Linked DNA regions of Mus musculus: region 2 is linked to region 1. A link is a contact called in public promoter capture Hi-C data. All regions are on one chromosome and are shown on one strand. Each heading gives the region's core, a stretch centred on a gene start, on an enhancer-like site or on the middle of the called end of the contact. The rest is flanking DNA. Distances are from core to core; before and after follow the strand shown. Region 1 holds the start of 4933417D19Rik (RIKEN cDNA 4933417D19 gene). Region 2 holds the start of 4732419C18Rik (RIKEN cDNA 4732419C18 gene).

What was found. Promoter capture Hi-C pulls out the DNA fragments that hold promoters and counts their contacts.
Region 2: a contact with region 1 is called in a promoter capture Hi-C map of liver, with 2.2 times the contacts expected there. The contact joins the promoter of 4732419C18Rik here to the promoter of 4933417D19Rik in region 1.

The regions. Positions count from the first base shown.
Region 1 is chr8:123,229,994-123,236,848 of GRCm38.p6, forward strand. It overlaps 4933417D19Rik (RIKEN cDNA 4933417D19 gene), which reads left to right and starts at 5,098. Exons shown (of 3, transcript NR_045849.1): 1 at 5,098-5,560. It overlaps Spata2l (spermatogenesis associated 2-like), which reads right to left and starts at 6,265. Exons shown (of 3, transcript NM_030176.3): 1 at 6,157-6,265; 2 at 5,525-5,856; 3 at 2,262-4,252. The coding sequence starts at 5,827. The coding sequence ends at 3,275. It overlaps Cdk10 (cyclin-dependent kinase 10), which reads left to right. Exons shown (of 13, transcript NM_194446.2): 9 at 275-334; 10 at 601-724; 11 at 799-938; 12 at 1,367-1,419; 13 at 1,641-2,263. The coding sequence ends at 1,738.
Region 2 is chr8:123,749,005-123,756,108 of GRCm38.p6, forward strand. It overlaps 4732419C18Rik (RIKEN cDNA 4732419C18 gene), which reads right to left and starts at 5,224. Exons shown (of 3, transcript NR_166622.1): 1 at 5,054-5,224.

The DNA.
Region 1 (6,855 bases), core at 3,848-6,347:
AGGCAGAATGAGGCTGTGGTAAGGGCAGGACCTTGATGTCCCTCACATCCTCAAGGACCCTTCCATGGTCTCAGCTGCGTGCTCTCTGATCGCCATCTGAAAGCAAGCTGATGACCGCGGATCTGTGCTTGGATCCGTTGGTTCTTAAGAGATAGACACGGTGGCTCTCTCGGGCTTAGGGCAGAGGGTAGTCCAAGGGCCACTGGGGACCCTGAGCGAGCTCAGGCTGAAGGGGCAGAGCTGACCAGAGGTAAAATGGGGCCTTTGTCTGCAGGTACCGAGCCCCAGAGCTGCTGCTTGGAACTACCACCCAGACTACCAGCATTGACATGTGGTAGGCGTGGTTTCTGCTCCCAGGGCCTCAAGTCTTCTGGCCCTGGAGGTCAGCCCTGGTCAGGGGGAGCAGGATTGGTGTGGTAGAGAGCCTGACTGCAGCATCCAAGGAGGGGGAGCACGAGAACATGGCTGGGGTGCTCACTGGCTCCGGCCTCAGGTTCTCACTTGGCACTGCAGACCTTGTGGGAGAGCCTTATGGCCATTTGCCTGCTTCTTCACGTGTGTGTTGATTCGTTGCTAAGTGGAGGTCGGCTGCTTCTACAGGGCTGTCGGCTGCATCCTGGCAGAGCTGCTGGCCCATAAGCCCCTCCTCCCTGGCACTTCCGAGATCCACCAGATCGACTTGATTGTACAGCTGTTGGGGACACCGAGTGAGAATATCTGGCCGGTGGGTGTTACCGACAACCCTCAGTCCCTGTCCATGCCTGGTGGCCCTGTCGCTCTAGCCCCTGCCTCTTACAGGGTTTCTCCAAGCTGCCGCTGGCCGGCCAGTACAGCTTGAGGAAACAGCCCTATAACAACCTCAAGCACAAGTTCCCGTGGCTCTCAGAGGCCGGACTCCGTCTGCTCAACTTCCTCTTCATGTATGACCCTAAGAAAAGGTACAGACCTTGCCTTTAGGCAGCCCTGCCCCTCAGGAGGACAGGGCCCTGGCTTCTGCAGAGATGGAAGGACACCTTAAACCCAAATCCATGATGCACTTTTTCTGGTCTCGGGAACGGAAGCTAAGGCCAACTTCCCTGCACACACTAAGTGAGCAATGTAGCACTGAGCCATCTCAATTCAACAAACCTTTTAAAGATGGTTTCTCACAACACAGACCATAGATACCCACTTCCCAGACATACCCAGACACCCATAGGTGCCAGATGTCTAGTTTGAGTGGCCTTAGGTCTTAGAGCCATTCTGAGCTGCCTGTCATTGTCTAGGTCTCAGTCCCCATTTGTTGGAGATTAGGTTGGGCTGTTGAGATTGGCTAAGTTTGAGTGAAATAGGCCTCTCTAAGGCCAAGGTCACTATCATTCCCCAGGGCAACCTCGGGAGACTGCCTGGAGAGCTCCTACTTCAAGGAGAAGCCCCTGCGTAAGTTCTTGGGATCCCCTTAGGTTCTCTTAGGGGCTTAGCGAGAAGCCCTGCTTGTCCATATTGGATTCCCAGGGACCACAGGCCCCACAGGGGAGAAGAAAGGGAGAGACGGGTCAGGGCCAGCTTAAGTGAGGAGTCCTGTCTAGACCTGGAGCACGCCCCACCAGGAGCCCCTTCTCCAGCTCCAGGCCAGCCCTGAAGCTGCCCTTCTCCTGCAGCCTGTGAACCGGAGCTCATGCCTACCTTCCCCCACCACCGCAATAAGCGTGCTGCCCCAGCTGCCGCTGAAGGGCAGAGCAAACGATGCCGGCCCTGAGCCTGGATCCAGCCCACCCCTCCACATCCTCACGGATCATCAGCCGACGACTGGGAGGCCCCAGCAGGCCTTTGGCTCCTCCAGTTGGCTGACTCCTCCCTGATATTTCCCTCTGTCCAGATGCAGAGGGGATTTGTGGACAGGGATGTGGCTGAGTGGGGTACCCAGGATAGACTGGGCAGTTGTAGCACCATCTGGTGGCCTGTCTTGTCTATCATTGAAGGCCCGCTTCTGGGGGAACAGAGCTAGTGCTGAGAGGCCTAAAGGTCCCATTCAGTGTGTGTGAGAACTGGAGCTGGGCACTAGCCTGGAATGAGTAGGCCTGGGAGATAACTCTTCTTGGAGACTAGGAGCTGCCCAGGACAGATGGGCTATAGTGACCCCGGGCAGGAGGGAGCAAGGGTTGGTTAACTGGAGTAGGATACTTGTAAGACTGTCAGAATGGAAGCCCTTGGTGGACGCGGCTGGCACTGGTGCCCAAGGAGAGGATTGGTGGACTGAGAGATAAAAAGCCTTTCCAGAAGACAGTTTGGCAATCCTTTAATGTACTGTGGGGTTTCGATCCATGCAACATGGACAGTGTCCTCCGAGGGCCCTGCATGAGGAGCAGGAACAGGCTTGGCTGAGGTGGACCCGTGTCCTCTGAGGGCCTGCATGAGGAGCAGGGACAGGCTTGGCTGAGGAGGTGCCACTAGAGGAAGTGTGGCAAAGTGGTGATCTCTGTGCCTGGGCCTTCGAGTGGTTGATGAAAATCCAGCCCTTCACTATCCCTATCCTGAGGATTGGCAGTTTAGGGACCCTAATGAGGGGTCCTGGTCTACCCGCATGGGAGATGAGGGTATAACTTCTTCCTGGTTAGCTGCATGCCCAGAATGAGCTACGTGGAGTGGGGCGGTGAGCTGCTTTTTGGCAATAGCCTGAGAAGTGGCTTGTACATGCTCCCTTCCTTTCTGGCTGGTAGGTAGCTGATGGCAGAGAATCACTCCTGCTGGGTGGGAGTGACAGCTCCTCCCACTGCCTGGGAGTGTGCCTCACTAACAGCAGAGGTGAACCGGGGTCCTCACAGCTAAGTAAGCTCTGCTCTTTCAGACCCTCCCACGTGGCCCAAATCTAACTCGGGGATCTTAACTGTGTCACCTGCAAGCCCCTGGGTGAGGGTTTCTCAGCACGTGGAAAGAGGGACATGTCCTCAGTCATACTCCACAGGGATCAGGTAGGGAGCTTCAGGCAGTTCATAGGGTGGGGTCTTTCTGAGTTTGGGTACTGTAACAGGATAACCTGGACTTCTCTACCCAGCACATCTGGGCATGAGGCTAGGGATGAGAGGGAAGGATCTTTTTGATTGAGCTCGGCCTGCTGCACCAGGGCTGAGACTGCACCAGGTGAGAGCGTTCCACGAAGGCTCTACCCTCTTTCAACTGCAGGTCCTGAATGGCCCCTGGGGAGTAGGAGGGCCAGGGTAGCCAGTGGCCTAGGTCCTTTTCCAAAAGAAGCACCATGGAAACTGTCCCCAAAATTGTTGGGGTCCATCTGGGCCTAGGGATGGGCCCCAGGACTGTCATAGAGCAGGTTATCCACCTGTGCTCGTTGCAGCCACAGGCGTCTCTGGTTGTCACCAAGAAGAATGCGCAGTGAATGAGTCGGGCGGCAGGCAGATAGGGCAGTGCAGTGGGTAGCATGGAGCTGGCGGCAGGTGTCACAGCAGAGGGTGGGTAGGTTGCCAGGGCTCAAGCAGCTGTGTGCCTGGTAGCTCAGAGGCTCAACAGCAGGCCCATAGGCCGAGGATGCAGCTGCTTCTGCCTGCCTGTGTCGGGGGCTGGCTTGCCCGGGGCTTGAAGGGGACTCAGGGGGAGCTAAGTCTCCTGAGCGACTCAGCTCACGGCGCAGAGAAAGGAAGGAGAAAGCAGAGGGTTCTGGCTCCAGCTCCTCTTCCAGAGCCCCATATGGTGGGCTGCTGGCCCGATGCATATCATCAGCTGGCGGTTCCCAGGGCTGACCTCCAGAACCCCATAGTTTGGCACTCTGCTCCCAGAGTGGTGGCCTGTAAGCCAGCTCCACAGGAGGCGAGTCCAGCCCTGGGGAAGGCTCACCATACAGACTGGCCTCTGAGCTCTCATCTTCCTGCAGGTCCTGATACAGGTCCACTGGGGCCCCATAAGTGGCAGGTGTGCCCCGAGGGGGCAGAGGTGGTGGCTCCTCATCTTGGGCCAGGCGTTGCTGCAGCCAGGCCACACAGGAGGCTACATCCCCACTAGCCCGTCGAGCTCGGAGCAGCTCCTCGGCTGGTAGTACGCTTGTACCCAGCTGAGTCAGGACCTCACTTAGGATCTCACACTCCAACCGAAGAGCAAAGCAACCTAGGGCCACCTGCACCAGCTGGCAGGCAGGGGGTGGGGTGGTCACCATTAGGCGGTGGTTGTCCCTGCGCACGTAGCCCATCTTCTGGAAGCTTCGAGTCAGGAGCTCCTCAGAGAGTACACCCTTCAGCACATGCACATAGCCCCCTGAGAAGGTCTGTAAGGAAGGGTCCTGGTCAGACATGCACTTCCATAAAGGTTCCTAGATGTAGCCTATGTGGGTTGAGCCTGCCTTGACCTCGGTGCACTTCTGAAGCTCCTGTCCACCCCCTGATACAGTTTCTATCTGTCTGGAGTGAGCTTGGATGTCAGACATTGTTTTCCTCCAAGGGAGAACCTAAACCCTTGTGTATGCTAAGCAAGCATTGTGGTCGAGACAAGGTCCTTGTTGTATAGCCCAGCTTGACCCCAAACTCACCATCCTCCTGCCTCAGCCTACAGGAATATTCCACTGTACCTCGCTGGCAGGTAGCCTCCCACGACTGTAGTATTCCAGAAAGTCCAATGTGCTTTCTAGATCCAAGCTACCAATGGAATCAAAGCTCCAGGGTTTAAGCTTGGGTCTTTCTAAGTGTGACCGTCTACAACAGCTCTAGGCTTCCTTGGAGCACTTCTGTGCATAGCACCCTTAGGGAGAGGATGTCTACACACAAGGAGCACTGGCCAGAACACCCTCCTTAGGGCGTTGCACCTCGACTTAAGAGAAAAGGGGCTTTTCCCTAAAACCACACAGCTAGGAGGCTCTATCCTTGCCAGCTCCACCCCAACACTATTTCTGAACTATTCAGTGTGAAGGCCACGCCTGGCTGCCTCTGTCCTCTGGGGCGGATGGGTGGGCTTCTAGCTTGACAGAACTGAATGAAAGTCCTGAGATCTCAGGTATTCCCGTGGAGCAGCAGGCTGGTGGGGTGTGGAGGGGGAGACGTTACCATGACAACCGGTGGAGGTTTACCTCGCCCACGTGCATTCTGACGTCATTGCCTTCCCACTCAAAATTAGCTCAGAGCGGCCCTACCCCCTCTAAGTGGTCTGCCATCTGACCTAAGGACTAGGCCAGCCCTGGACCTGGCCGCCTAACCTGGACCCAGGCAGGAATAAGATCCCTGCTGTTCTGATCTGCTGTTCTCTTCCCAGTCTTAGCAGCCTCCTTTTACAGATGGGGACCAGTCCACATCTTAGAGGAGTTAGGATGACCATAGGACATCAAGTACCTCCCTCACCCACCCACGTCTACCCTAGAATTTCCATGGCAACTAGGGCAGTGAGACTACTTTGAGGACAGCCATATAAGTTCTAGGTGAATGACTGGTAGGCATGCATCCCAACACGCCCACGAGCCCTCAACGCAGAACCCTCCCCTGAAGAGGATCTGCAGCCCTCAAACAGCCTGGACAAGGACGGGAGTGAAGGAGCACCACTGATGCCATACCTTGATAGTGGTGAACTCCTTTCTCCAGGGCAGCAGGTACAGGTGCACAGCGGCCAGCTCTAGGAGCTCAAAGGCGCGGGCCAGATCTTGGAGGGCCGGTGCCAGGTCAGCCCGCCCCCACAGGCCATCAGTGAACAGGGCTAGCGCATCGTCCTGTAGCGCCCCGTGCAGGTCAAAGTCTTCCACCAGAATCTGCCAGAGCACCGCGCGCAGCGAGGGGTCGCCGCAAACGCCCGCGCGGCCGCGCCGCAGCTCGCGCTCCAGGCACTGGCGATAGTCCTCGGACAGTGAGCTGCTGCCCATCCTGATCAGGTCCGGGATGAGGTGTCAAACTAGAGACCATGTCATCTCAGCTGTGTGTGCGACTCTCAACCCCGCACCCAGCAAGCCCAGGGCTCCCTCCAACCTGGAAATAGGGACCTTGGCAGCTTAGCCAACTCTCGGAATCTATGGTCCCTGAGACGTGGACGCTGACAGCTCAGTGACCACAGTATTTGTAGCCTCCCCTCCCCAGGACACCTTCAGCCCCGCTTGCTGAGCGTCCTCGTATCAACAGCTCCGCTCCCACTAGCTGAACCTCTTGCAGCCAGAGCCCCTCTCCCACTGACGGTCCCCGTGGGCGGCGGTGCTACCTGCTAGTCGCCAGCTATTCCAGAGAGCTCCGCTTGGGCCTGGGTCTCTCCTCGCTCTTCCGCAGAAAGTCAAGCCCGCCCCTTGGCCTTGGTCGTGACGTTGGTGGGCGAGGCTGGAGTCGGGTGCCGCCCTTTCGGCTAAGTAGGAGGGTGGAGGTGTAGGCGTGGCCTGGGCGAAGCTGGGCGTGGCCCTCCCCTGCAGCTCACCTTTTGAAGTTCTCTCAGATTCACTAGTTAGTCTTTCAGCTAGTCTGAGTGGGAGTACACAGTGGGTGTATGATCACTGGTCGCCAAGATGTGCCTAGCGGAACCGGTCTGAACCAGGCTGGACTTTGGCTCCTCAAGCCAACCCACAGAATAGCCAAATACCGGCTAGGCGGGGCCTGTCTTGGCAGATCATGGACCAAAGGAGGTCAAACACACGTATTTAAGTACAATTTAAAACGGGTGGGGTGGTGGACTGCCCAGTGGGTATGAGCACCTGCGTGGCAGCTCATTTTTTTGTCTTTAACTCCAGTTCCCAACATCCACTTCTGGCCCCTGCATCTGGTGTTTTTGATGCACATGCATGCAAACAAAATAATTATAAATAATAGAACGGGAGGTCCTTCGGACTGCCTCTGCAGGCTTTGTTTCCTGGTCTCTGGCACTTCATTTCTTAGTCCCTGAGAAAGTCGGTTAGGGAGTATTTGAGGCAGG
Region 2 (7,104 bases), core at 3,974-6,473, 520 kb after region 1:
CATGGCTAGGCAGAGTGCAAACACAAACATATGACTGCTGTCTGCCTGGATAGCAACCCCCGCCAGACACATGGGTATCCATGGAAGAAAGAGATCCTTGGCTCTATCCAGAGTTCGTTATAGAATCCTTACAAGAGGCAAGTTGTCCTTAGGAATCTGGCTTGTGCTGTCTGGGAGTTGGGTAGACAGGGTGAGCAGAGGCAGGTCCTGAGAATGATGTCCCTCTCAGCTCCAGACTCCAGCTCTAGAGTCATCTAAAGCCACAGGAGATGTTTATGCCTCATGCTGAGATGTCTGACGTCAGAGGGAGAGATGTCATAAGTCTGGCACCTCCTGAGGCCTCTCTCCTTTCCCCTAGGCTTGCAAATGCTGTCTTTCCCATCTCCCGACAAGGTGGGCCGTGTGTGTGTGTGTGTGTGTGTGTGTGTGTGTGTGTGTGTGTGTGCGCGCGCGCGCACGTGCCCATCTTCTCTTATAAGGAACCCAGTTACATTGGGCCAGACAAATGGGCAGTGTCACTCTGAGTTAATCACCTCTTCACAGACCCTGACAGGGTCACCACCTTATGAGGCGCTGACCAGGTTTGTGTGGCACAGAACACACTGAAGTGCTAAACCCCCCTGTGCTGCGTGCGACCCAGCAAGATGAGGTGTGGGAGACGCGGGCAGGGCCTCTGGACTCTGGCATGGTGTTGGGATTTTATTGGCTGGTGGAAGATCTCAGACCAGAAACCTATTCGGTAAGACTGAGACTTGCAAGGCAATCTGTGAGATGAAAGAGGGTGGGCTACTGCAAGGGGCAGAACTGATGGAGTGTGCTCTCTCTTTCTCCCTCTCTATCCATCCTCTCCCTCTCCCCACTCTGACCCCTACTCCCCCATGTGTGTACTTGAACACATACATGGACCTGTATATTGCTGGGTGGCTGCTTTCTGACAGGCTCCCCATTTTAACCCGAGACTACTCCTGGGACATCTTGGTGCCATCGCAAAGCTTAGACACCAGAGCAGGGGGTCATGGGATAGAGAGAGACTAGACAAAGCCGGCAACAAAGTGACAGTGTCCACACCTCAGGCTGGTGGGGAAGCAGGCAGGGGCTCACTGAATGTTACCAGTCTACAGGAAGGAAGAAAGCCAGGAGTTTGTCCCACATCCCTCTCCATGCTCCCTCATTTGTCCTTTTGCCACACTTGACCCAGACCCTGAGGTTTACAGGACAAGTGGCAGGAAGTGACGCCAGCCATGATGACAGAAGCAAGAAAAGAGGGCCTTCCAGAAACATGCCCTGGGTAGGCCCGACAAGAAGACATTGCACAGGACAAAATTCAAGGAATTGAAAACCCTTTGAGCACTGTGGGAACTGTTGCTCAATGTCTTCACAGCAACTGTGAGGAAAATCCAGGAAGGTGAAGAGAGGGACAACTTCCTGTTTCGTCGTCCCAGGCCAAGGGACAGAGCTAACATCCTAACAGGGAGGGGGTGGGGGAAGCAGCAGAGCTGCCTGGGTGTGGTTGGTCATGGTAGGGAAAATTGCATCCTCACTGCTTTGTGGTAAAAGTGCAAGTCAGCTCGGGAACTCCTGCTGCTCAGGCTACTGGATTCCTTACATAGGTAGGGCATTCTACCCATGTGTGCATGTGTGTTTATGTGTGCACTGGTGTGTGTGTGTGTCTATGTATGTATGGTTTGTATATGTATGTGTATGTATGTATGTATGCTGTATGTATATATGTATGTATGTATTGTGGTATATGTGTATGTATGAATGCATATGGATGTGTGAATGTGTGTGGTGTGTGTGTGTGCTGTGTGTCTATATACGTGTTTGTATGTGTATGTGGTCTGTGTGCATGCAGTGTGTGTGTATATATGTATGTATGTGTGTGTGCATGTATGTATGTGTGTGGCCTATGTGTATGTGGTGTGTGTGTATGTATGTATGGTATGTGTATGTATGTATGTATATATGTGTTGTGGTATATGTGTATGTATGAATGCATATGGATGTATTATGTGTGTGTGATATATGTTGTATGTGTGTGAGTGGTGTGTGTCTGTGTGTCTGTATATGTGTTTGTATGTGCATATGGCCTGTGTGCACATATGTATGTGTGTGTGTGCATGTATATGTGTGTGTGTATGTGGTCTGTGTATGGACATGTGTGTGTGTGTGTGTGTGTGATATATATGTGTATGGTATATGTGTGTGTGTTGCATGCATACATGTTCAGATGTGTGTAGGCACATGAGGGCAAACATGTACACTGAGTGTGGAAGCTGTAGACTGAGCTTGAGTGCCTTTCCCAATCCTTGTCATTTACTGAATCAGGGAATCTTGCTGAACCTGGAACTCACTGATTTGGATTGTCTAGCTACCCAGTTTGTCTGGGGCATCTAATCTAGAATGTACTAGTGGTCACACCACTGTGAATACACCAAGCATCACTGAGTTTGTACTTTAGATAGGTAGACTTCATAGTGGGCGAATTTCATCTCGTAAGGCCGTTTTAAAACAATGGGAGGGGCTCAAATCAACCAAGACTGTTCTTTCTTTTGGTGCCAATTGATTTTTGTAAACGTCACTCAAACCTAGGCATATTCCGGGAAGAGGAGCGTCAGCTGAGAAGGAGCTCTCGCTGCATGGCCTGTAGGCAAGTGTGTAGGGCAAGTTTAAAAAGTCAATGATCGGTGTGGGAATGCAGGCCTCTGTGGGTGTGCCACCCCCCCCCCCCCCGGCAGGAGTCCTGGGGGATGTGAGGAAGCTAAGCAAGCCAGCAAGCAGCATCCTACATGGCTGTGCTTTCCTTCTCGCCAGGTGCTTCTTGACTTGGCATCTCCTGATGGACTATGCCCTGGGTGGGACATGTACGCCGAATGAATAAATCCTTTCCTCCACAAGTTGATTTTGGTCAGTGTTTTATCACAGCACTAGAAACCTAAGGCAGGTACACACGTGAAATAAATGCATACGTGTGCACACACATGCACGCAAACACCACATGCATGCACACACACGAACGTGCATCATGTCTTCCCTCTGAGAGGAATTTACTCCTTTTGTCACCCATTCTGAAACTTGCTGTCAGTTGTGAAGGTGGATAGCCTTGGAGACCACAGGAACACTGACACCAAGGCGCACTCTCCTGGGTATTTCTCCCATGGGCACTTCCTCCAGAGTTCTCTCTCTCTTCCCCCACTCCCTCCTTTTCTCTCTCTCTCTCCCTCCCCGCCCTCTTTCTATTTTTATCTCAAGCACATAGTGACTATTAGTTCTCACTAAGTACTTCCGAACATAAGGCTTGATGGGCTTGCCTTGATAAGAAGAGATCCATTTAAAAGCAGTATCATGCAAAGTAAATATTTTCCTTTCCTCCTTTGAAACCTGACCAAGATGAACCTTCCGGAAAACATCTGCGCAGATGCTCTTTGGTCAGGCATCTCGACTGCTGTCATCCTTTGTCTTCACAACAGCCTTGCTCACATTGTCCCCTCCAAGTAATAGCAAATACTTCTGTGCTCTGGTCCCTGGGCTAAACAATTAACATTTTATTGATTATGTCACAGCACAATTCTGTGCTCAAATTCATTTCTTGTCAAAAGACATTGCTGCTGGCCCTGGTTTAGAGCTATAAACTATCCAACACGAGCCTTTTTTCTTTTTTCTTTTTTTTTTTTAAGATTTATTTATTTATTATATGCAAGTACACTGTAGCTGTCTTCAGACACACCAGAAGAGGGCGTCAGATCTCATTACGGATGATTGTGAGCCACCATGTGGTTGCTGGGATTCGAACTCAGGACCTTCGGAAGAGCAGTCAGTGCTCTTAACCGCTGAGCCATCTCATCCAACATAGGTTTTATTTCCTGGTTTCATTAAACCTTCCCATGGTTTTCACTAGACTGTGAACACTGACGTTCCTTCCAGTGTGTGGCAGGGCCCTGGAAGCCACCTGATGTGGGTGCACACACACCAGTGTGTACTGTGCTATGCTGTGCTGCAGCAGCGACAGGTAGAGATGCCTTCAGGTGGGACCTAAAAGCCAAGTGGCTTCTGCTGTCTCAGTAGCTCTGATTCATGTGGTTGAGGCAAAACTTCCTGGAGCTCCGATGCTGTGAGGCGACCCCAGGCCATGGAGAGACCCCACAGAAACACACTGAAGAGCAGCTGGTTCAGCTCAGCCTTGGCATCTCCCCAGCCTGATCGCCTGGCATGTAGTTGTCAGAGGGTCTCGGGTCCTGGCACCTAGCCAGTGGCATTCAAAACTGAGGCTTCACATGCTGATGCTGAGTCAGAGCCCAGCCATCCCCACTCCCGACCTTCCAAATTCCTGAGGCACAGAACTCATGGGGTCAACAAAGCAGCCATTGTATTAGACACTAAGTATGGAAGGACTTTGCCGGGCAGCGGGTAAGGACTGCTTCAGTATAGCGTGGATCAAATGATATGGGTGACCTTGTTAGCAGGCCAGCAACTGCCCCAGGGACCATCAAGGTCCAAGTGAAAACACAGCCTTCAAAATAGTATTCAGGCCCATTTGTCCCGAGGAAAAACCCTGGCTTCCTCCTAGAGTTATTTGTGTGTGTGCCTTTTAATTTTCAAGACGTTCTTAAATTATTTATTGAGGCTCCCATTTGTTTCTGGTTAGATTTTAGGCTCTTGGAAGCCAGACCACATCATACTGTGTTCTCCATACACAGGCATAGCACCAGGAGAACTTAGCACCTAGGCTCTGGTCAGCAGGACTCTGGGCCTTGACTACCTAGTTCTGTCACTGCACTCTTTCCTTCTGGCCTGGGAAACTTTGCCTAGGGGGGTTCCAGGAATGGACAGAGCCCAGATAGGTCAGGAGGCCTAGAGTAAAAGCAAGCTCTCAGCTCCCAACAGAGCCTTACCTTACCTAGGACCAGTGCCTTGGAGACTCATTTTAGCCCAAGAACACGACCCTAATCCATCCCAGCGCTGCTCTGAAGTTTCAAAGACAGAACGGCAGAAAAGGCTTTTGTACCTTTCACTCCGAAAATTCACTCCGCAAACGAGCACGCGGCGTTCCTACCTGCTGTGAGCTCCTCTGGAGGACTGCAGATAATAACAGTGATTATTTCCTGTCTGCGTTGCTGAGCCGCTCCCTCCCTAGCTGGTCTTCCTATTTCTATTTTTTGCGCCTTTAAAAGGCAGTCTTCACCCAGCAGCTGGGCAATCTTTTTAATATGCAAATCAGCCTCTCTCCTGTTCCTAATCCACCAGTGATTTCACACTGTGGTTAAAGACCGAGCCGCAGCTCAGGCCTGTGTAGCCGCCCTCTGCCCTTCACCCTCTTGACACACAGCTTCCGGGTCAGTCCTCCAACCTCACCGAGACTCTCACCTCCCCAAGGCGTTTTGCTCGCGCCATCTCTTGTGTAGATCTGTATCAAGTGCAGACCAGTGTATGCGTCAGCTCCCGAAAAGGATTCCTCACCTGGCTTCCTGTGCAGCCTCAGTTTACCACAGTGTCCGTCAATACAAATCCACCACAGACGGTGTGTCTACTCTCGGAGCAAAACAGCCACCACACGGTAGGCTCTCAGCAATCATTTGCTGAAGAATGAATGAATGAATGAATGAATGAATGAATGAATGAATGAGAAACACCCCACAGAGGATATGATGATGAGACGCTGTTGACAGACAGGTAAGGGCTTCTGGGGACCTGAGGCCACACCCTCTTCTCTGGGCGGAATGTTTCCCACGGAGTGAGACACAGCTGAGTGTGCCCGAGGCTTTCAGCCCTCTGGGGTCCTTGGCTGTGATGTCAGTGACTCCCTCAGCATCACATCTGCCTGGACCAGATCATTGTTCCTCTTCCTCTTGACATGCTTCCATGACAACTTACAATTAGGTCGGGCCCTGCCCTCAGAGAAGATTTTAGTAGAGTAAGTCACCACGGGACGAGGAAGAGATGCTGCAGGGCCTTCTACTGCAGCCCATCCCAAGCCAACCCTGTAGCCTGTGTCACTGTGAGAGCCACTCTGCCCGGTAAGGAGCTCAAAATGAATCACCATGACCGGGGCCCAGGTCTCCTCCACCAGCCCCAAAGACAAAGTGGGGCAGGGAAACCAGCCGAGTCTTTCTAAGTCTGTGTGTGACTCAGAGGTCAGGTGCTCCCCTACTGTAGGTCTGTTCTTTGTGGGCTGAGGGGGCTGAGAAAGATAATCTACACTCCAAGAGGACTGTAAGAAGCAGCAGGTGGTGGCTCCTGAGGTTGAAGGACAGGTTCTGGTTGCTCTTTGCTCCCCGATGGAGTCTAGCCACAGGAGGGCCATGAGCATTTGAGACAGCCCTCTGCCATAGATCTTGCTGCAGCTCTTTACCTTCTGCATGACTCCTTTTGTTCTGAGACACGGATCAAAGTTTCAGAGCCTTTCCCACAGGAACCCTGGAATGAACCCCTTGGTATGTTTATCCAAACTGGCATGTTGGGCTGGCGAGATAGCTCAGCGGTTAAGAGCACTGACTGTTCTTCCTAAGGTCCTGAGTTCAAATCCCGGCAACCACATGGTGGCTCACAACCATCCACAATGAGATCTGACGCCCTCTTCTGGTGTGTCTGAAGTCAGCTACAGTGTACATTATAATAATAAATAAATCTGGCTTTGAGCGAGTGGGGGCCCGACGAGAGGGAGCAAAGGCCCTAAAATTCAATGTACTCACATACATAAAATAAATAAATGGGGTAAAAGTAGATAAAGTAGCTGTCTGAAGTGGGTAGCTACCTGGACACAAAACACTAAGGAAAAAAAGACTCGGGGAAGGAGCTGGAAGCTCCCCTTTTCCTGAGACTCCAGAAGCAGGAACAAGAAGCACCACGGTGTACACAGCCTCCTCCCCAAGGGCCGGCTGGCTCCACTCAGTCCACAACCAGGCAGGCGGGTGGGTGGAATCATGACCTGGAATCTCCAGGATTTCCCATAGCAGGTAAGCTCTTGGTTCTGAACCATTCTATGTTCTAGAGTAGTGGTTCTCAACCTTCCTAATGTTGGGACCCACTCTTTAATATGTTGTAGTGAGCCCCAACAATAAAACTATCTTTGTTGCTACTTAATAACTGTAATTTTGCTATTGTTAT